2 separate regions of the Danio rerio genome follow, and region 2 is linked to region 1. Evidence: chromatin contacts called from public Micro-C data. All regions are on one chromosome and are shown on one strand. Each heading gives the region's core, a stretch centred on a gene start, on an enhancer-like site or on the middle of the called end of the contact. The rest is flanking DNA. Distances are from core to core; before and after follow the strand shown.

What was found. Hi-C and Micro-C count contacts between places; a contact is called where the count stands out from the background.
Region 2: a contact with region 1 is called in a Micro-C map of caudal fin, with 3 times the contacts expected there. The contact joins the promoter of ap1s1 here to the promoter of snapc2 in region 1. A contact is called at or near these places in 3 of 18 Hi-C or Micro-C datasets (caudal fin, hematopoietic stem cells and an unstated tissue).

Annotation. Positions count from the first base shown.
Region 1 is chr7:26,154,801-26,157,989 of GRCz12tu, forward strand. It overlaps snapc2 (small nuclear RNA activating complex, polypeptide 2), which reads right to left and starts at 1,609. Exons shown (of 5, transcript XM_001923692.8): 1 at 1,567-1,609. It overlaps trnal-aag (transfer RNA leucine (anticodon AAG)), which reads right to left and starts at 2,257; the gene lies at 2,176-2,257.
Region 2 is chr7:26,289,103-26,292,291 of GRCz12tu, forward strand. It overlaps ap1s1 (adaptor related protein complex 1 subunit sigma 1), which reads right to left and starts at 1,533. Exons shown (of 5, transcript NM_200309.2): 1 at 1,367-1,533. The coding sequence starts at 1,369.

The DNA.
Region 1 (3,189 bases), core at 359-2,858:
ACTTTACTTCATCCTTTATTGTCATGTGATTCTTCAGAAATCTCTTATAATGATTTATTACAGCTGCTTAATTACTTACAACCACTATACATTGTTTACATCTGTTTTCATACTACACAATCAGTATTATATCATGTTTACATTCATATATATATATATATATATATATATATATATATATATATATATATATATACACACACACACACACACACACACACACACACACACACACACACACACACACATTTCATAGCTGTATTTAGATCACTTCTGTGTATATATGTGTATATTATGTATATGACTTCACTGTGGACGGCAAAGTAAGAAATAATAATTTCATTGTACAGGGAAACTTGTTTCCTTACTGTGGACATAAACAAATGGAATTGAAATTATGTGTTTTACATGAAATGCATTTTAAAATAATGATTTAAAGCATATGAGAAAGATTTCTGATGGATCGTGTACCACTCAAAACTAGAGTAGAGCCATTCCAGCTTAACGGATGTGACTTTGCAGTAAAAAGTCAAAAGATAAAGTCACAGAGAAAGTATATTATGTTAACATTATATTGAAACAACTGTTTATATTTTCCTGAACAACAAAGCACAGAGTAATGTGAGCAGAAAAATATCAATCTGTAAAATATTTTTTCTATTTTAAATGAGGAAATTAAACAGGTTTAATAGATGTGACAAAAAAGTTAGCGAGTTTACAGTACAAGACATACTTTGTAGAAATTCTGTGAATTAAACTTCACAACCCAAAAGAAACAACGCTTTAATTTTATTTTATTTGAAATTTTTTGCATTTATGAAAAAAAGATTTAGAATGTATGTCACATCTCTCCGTTATGGATGTGACAGATGTGAAATTGCCACTTGTGTGACTTTGGTAAATCAAATCAAGTTGTTTGAACACATTGACAGATAGATTCTTGAGTATTTTTAAAGTACAGTAAAATACAAGCCTACACAAAAAAATTTAGAAACTACAAGCTATTTTGGTGAAAAACAAATTTTTTTAATGGCAAGTTTGATGTTTGCATGAGATTGCTCAGTATTGAATGCTGAAAATTCACATTTAAATCACAGGAATAATTTATTACTTCAAATGACATATTCACATTGTTTTAAACTGAAATAATACTTCACAATATTACTACACAATGTTTTGGTTGTACTTTGATTAATCAAATGTCTCCTTTAAGAGCAGAAGTGGCTTTCTAAAAACCTTTAACACATCTTAATGCTTCCAAACTTCTGACAGTAGTGTACCAGTGATGCCCCAATACATATACATTCAATCCTTTCACTTACATTAAAGTAATAGCTGTGCTCTCTTAAAGGAAAGGTTAACTAAAAACAGCTAACGTTACAGAACTCGAACCGACAGACACACCATCTAACCCTAAATATGTACTTTTTATTCTATACGAATGCTGTTGACTAAAATGACAGTTTATTTAATGTATGTTTTACGGGTTTACCACGATATTAAGACATTTTAGGTAAACAAATAAACTACTTGTGAATTTAATGCATGGACTTTGACAACACTTACTCGCTTTGTGGTTGTAAGAACAGCTCATCCGCTGTCGTATGTTGACTACGAGTCACCAAAGGGATCAAAAAACACGAGACTGAAACGCGTTTGCTTTTTCCAATAGCATGACTGGTTCTCTTTTATGTACTACACAGTAGATGCTGTGATATGTAGATATTTGGACTTGCTTAAAATGCAATGAATAAAATATGTCGTAAAACTGTTTATGTTATGAAATATGTAACATCTTCTGTGACATTACAAAATGCATGCGGGACGTGTGCTGTTGTAATTTATAAAACACACCACTAGAGAGCGCTCGAAACTTCGACAAGAAAATATATTTCTCATTAAACCTGCTTTGTGTAACACAAAACATACCCATATAATGTATATACATTTACCTTTTTGTATCAAGTATAATGCTATTTCTGTCACGTATTGGCAGGATCTGTCGACCCAGCACATATTTTTTTTTATCATTTCTTTCACATAGCCTGATTCTGCAGGTGACATTAGGCGCATTAATACCGTCCAGACAGTCAGACATTTGTTTGGTGATGGGTAGCTCAAATTCTATGAAAATGCAACATTTTAAACTTATAATTGCAGCAAATTTAAAAGTGATGGCAGCGGTGGGATTCGAACCCACGCCCCCGAAGAGACTGGAGCCTTAATCCAGCGCCTTAGACCGCTCGGCCACGCTACCCACAATGCACATGGTGACCATCATAAAATATAAAACTATTTTTATATCTCTGCAGCAATATTCTTTCGCTCTTGTAGATCGTTTCTGAATACCAAATTCAACCGAGGTCAATTGCAATAGTTCTCCTTTTTGTCTCAGTTTACCCGAACTAGGGTTTTTAAATGTGTATTATAAGTGAAAACACTCTTGAAAAAGCGAAGTTGGCTGAAAGATACCGTGAAGCGTCTGCGCACCGTGACGGTCTGCGCAAACACGTGGAACGGATTAAGCCCTGTGTTCGTTGGGGATGTTTTCATCCATCCTGGGGTGATTTTGAGTCTTAATTTGGCCACAACTATCTCTGTGTTTTAGCAACTAAAATGATACTTGGTGACATCCTTTTTGGACACGTTTTCAGAAACTGCTTTGAAAACTTAAAAAAAAATCAACAATACACTCTGAGCAAATTTTAAACCCTTTCGTTATGTTAAGGGCTGATTTTGCCCCATTGACTTCCGTTATAATGACGTTATTTATTGCAAAACCATGACACCATATTATCATGCATTCTTGGTTGTTGCTGTTTTTCCCTTTTGGGAGAAGGGACATTTTATTTTTTACTGTTGATCATTTGTTGCAATGCAAAAAAGTTTGGTTTGAGCCTTCTATAGAGTATTGAGTAGTGTGTGTGTGTGTGTGTGACATCTTACTTATGTCTGAGAAAATCCAAATAAGCAGCTCAGCTGTCAGAACATAGTAAGCATACATGTATTTATGCACACACGCTAATCTGCTGTTTTACTCTATAGAACTTGATAAAAAAGCCAGAAACATTTTTTGCACCGGTCTACCTAAAGGGTTAATGCTGCCAACTGATAATCAACAGTATGCATTTTACCTCCTCCCAACAGGGAAAAACAACCAACAATCAAGAATAGCCTACATGATTATAT
Region 2 (3,189 bases), core at 283-2,782, 130 kb after region 1:
ATGTAAATGGATGTTTCCCAGTACTGGGTTGCGGCTGGAAGGGTATCCGCTGTGTAAAACATATGCTGGATAAGTTGGCGGTTCATTCAACTGTAAAGAGCTCTGAACAATAAAAGGACTAGGCCAAAAAAAATGAATGAATAAAATTGTCTTGTTTGTAACATTAATAATGAAATTTTATTGAATTATTTATATGTTTTTTTATTATGCAATTACCTGAACACTGTTAGACTCGAGAAAACAATAAAACATTGTTTATTTAAATTGTATCTTTTTTTAATCATACTGATATCTGCTTGTAGATCAGTTTATTGTATTTTATTCAGATGCACTTCACTATAGAATCATCCCATCATCAATCTAAATTTATTCATTCTTTCCAAATAGAAATATTCAGGACATCTGGTGAAATTTTATTCATATCGCAATATATACTGCAAAATAACAAAACATCATAATGTTAGATTTTTTCCAATACCGTGCAGCCCTCAAAACATTCTCTACGTTTTTTGGTTTAATCAAAAACTAGTGTTCTCTGAATGTTGCAGGGAGGTTATTGTGTAACAACCCAATGAGAACCATCCATGAATGTTCTCTTGTTGTAGAGGGAACGTTCTACGTACCTAAAGAAAACTTTTCTGGCTTATCAAGGGAAACATTCTGGGAAATAAAAATTGTTAGCCGAGCTGGAATTTCAGACAAGCACTGTACAATAATATCCCTTTAGTCTTTTCTTCATCTAATATTCATTGATGTTGTATGATGTGCTGGATATTATCTCTAACAGCAGCATTTCCTTCCCTACTTAACCGATTAAACAGAGGAAACACGCTGTGCAATTTTTCTATAAATGAATATTTCTGAGACAATGACGACGATAACCGCAATGAAATAAACAATGTGGGGTTAAATGCAAATATTGTGTGACTCACAGTTCATCAGAAGCAACTGGATAAGCGTTTCCGGGTCGAAATAAAAGTCAAAAGACAACTTTAATGCAGTATCAGTTCATATCCGATGAAATATGAAGGAGATACTCCGTATGGACGCCGAGAAGTGAATATTGCGTTCAGCTTATAAATAAACAGGGTCGAATTAACACGTCACAATCCAGCTGTCAAACTGACCGGTAGTGAACAAACGTTTTATAATCTATAACGTTTCATGATTTATGGTGAGAGATAAAAACCACACAAAGCGTCCAACCTGGGGGTTTGGGTTTACGTTACCAGAGGCCCGACAGGTGAGATGTGAATCTTCAAACAGGTTTGAGATGTCTAGGTGGCTGACTATACAAACTTAGCTTTAGCTAGCTAGCTCTGTCTTGAAAAGTGCACATTAATGTCGCTGTAAAAGTGTAACTTACCATTTCGACGGCTTGTTGAGAGCAGTCGGGTAATGTCTGTGAACAGCAAACCGCTTTTTGGTAAATGCCGCAGGATAAATATCAGTACATTTCTAATTGACTGCTCGTAGTTTCAGAGCCCCATTGAAGCAGACCGGAGAAGCGCTGTCCGATTCGCGGACTCTTTTGAGTCGGATCTTTTCAATTGAACCGATTCGTTCACGAATTTTTGGACGAAGAACGAGCAATTAATATTAAAATCAAACTTAACAGCTATGACAGTTAAGCCGTTATTAAAATGTTATTTATAATCCGCACTAATATCTATCGTATTGTTTACACATAGCCTACTATCTGTTATTACTTATTCAGCAGAACCAGTTTAAGTTTAATGGGTATAAGTACACATTCTAAGTGTCCCTAGTAATATTTTTTTGCAATATTTTATTTATTCTATTAAATAGGGTATGAGTGTCAAATAACACTATAAATAAGAAGTGCATTTCATATCTAATGAATAAATACTAATTTAATAAAGAATAACAAATTTAATAGTTAAGTGTATTGAATAAAATAGTTACAACAGTATTAAGTTATCAAAAAGTTGTAGCTTGCTAATGAATTATTAGTATGAAATATTTACTACTCAGAATTGAAATTCATAAATGTGAAGGATAGATTGCCTTATTCAATGACAAACATATGAAAATAGTTGTATTTAATCTAGGCTATTAAATGAGTTACTATATTAAATGTGCAATAGTTTGCCATAATCAGTAGTGTCATAATAAACAGCAGTATGTGTCAACAAAGTTTTATAGTATGCTTTTACAACTGAGATGTCCAAACTTTGGCCCGCAGGCTAAAGTTGGCCCATTGTAACTTTTGATTTGGCCCACCATCCCATCTGAAAAGAGGCAGAGAATGATGGAGAGGGTTGGGGCGAATTCCTTTAACAGAGATTTTTATTTCTGATTTAACGTAACTTTTATGTTTGTTTGTTTTCTTGCTGAGCTACAACAAACCAAACTGAAAACTAATGACTCAATTAAATGCTGTAAATAAATATTTTTTAAGGTGCAGCCTGACTAGTGTAACACTGTGATTGTTTTTACTATAAGAAGTTCGTTATAAAATTAATAAATATTCTGCATTAGTTAATATTATAGAGCAATGTTTTCTAGTTATTTTTAAATATTAAATACATTATTAAATCACCATTGGCAACTTTTATTTAATAGAGTTTGGTATATTAAACTTTAGCCCACCACGCTCAATCAAGACAAAAAAAAAAGTTTGGCGACCCCTGTACAGCACAGTTGATTATAACATGACGTAAAAAAAAACCTATTGAATCGGTTTCTTGAATCGAACTGTTTGGAAGAACCGACTCAACGAAATGAGCCGGACTTCCCGTCACTACAGAGCGGCAGGTGGCGTCATCTCCACCAACTGCAGCGCGCATGCGCTTTGCGTATTCCTGCCTCAAAGCTGTCTTGCAGAAAGTCCTCGTGCTGCTTTAAAAAAGAGAAACTGATTTCTGCTTCCAGCAATAACTAGCAAACGTTTTGTGTTTCAATCGCAAAGTAATGAATCAGCTTTACAGTCTATCTTATGAAAACAGTTTTACCTCTTCTCTGACATAAGGCCAAGATATTCAGATGTTGTTGCCATGACAAAACAGGGGGCTGATTCAGGTTGCCATAGCAACGGAGATAGGCTAAGTCAAATAAGTTTAATCTGTGTATGATAAAGGATAATCCACACTCCTGCTGCTCATTCGCAGTCACACAAATAACGGCAGCTCACCACAACGCTATTTGTACTGCAAAAACACCTTTCAG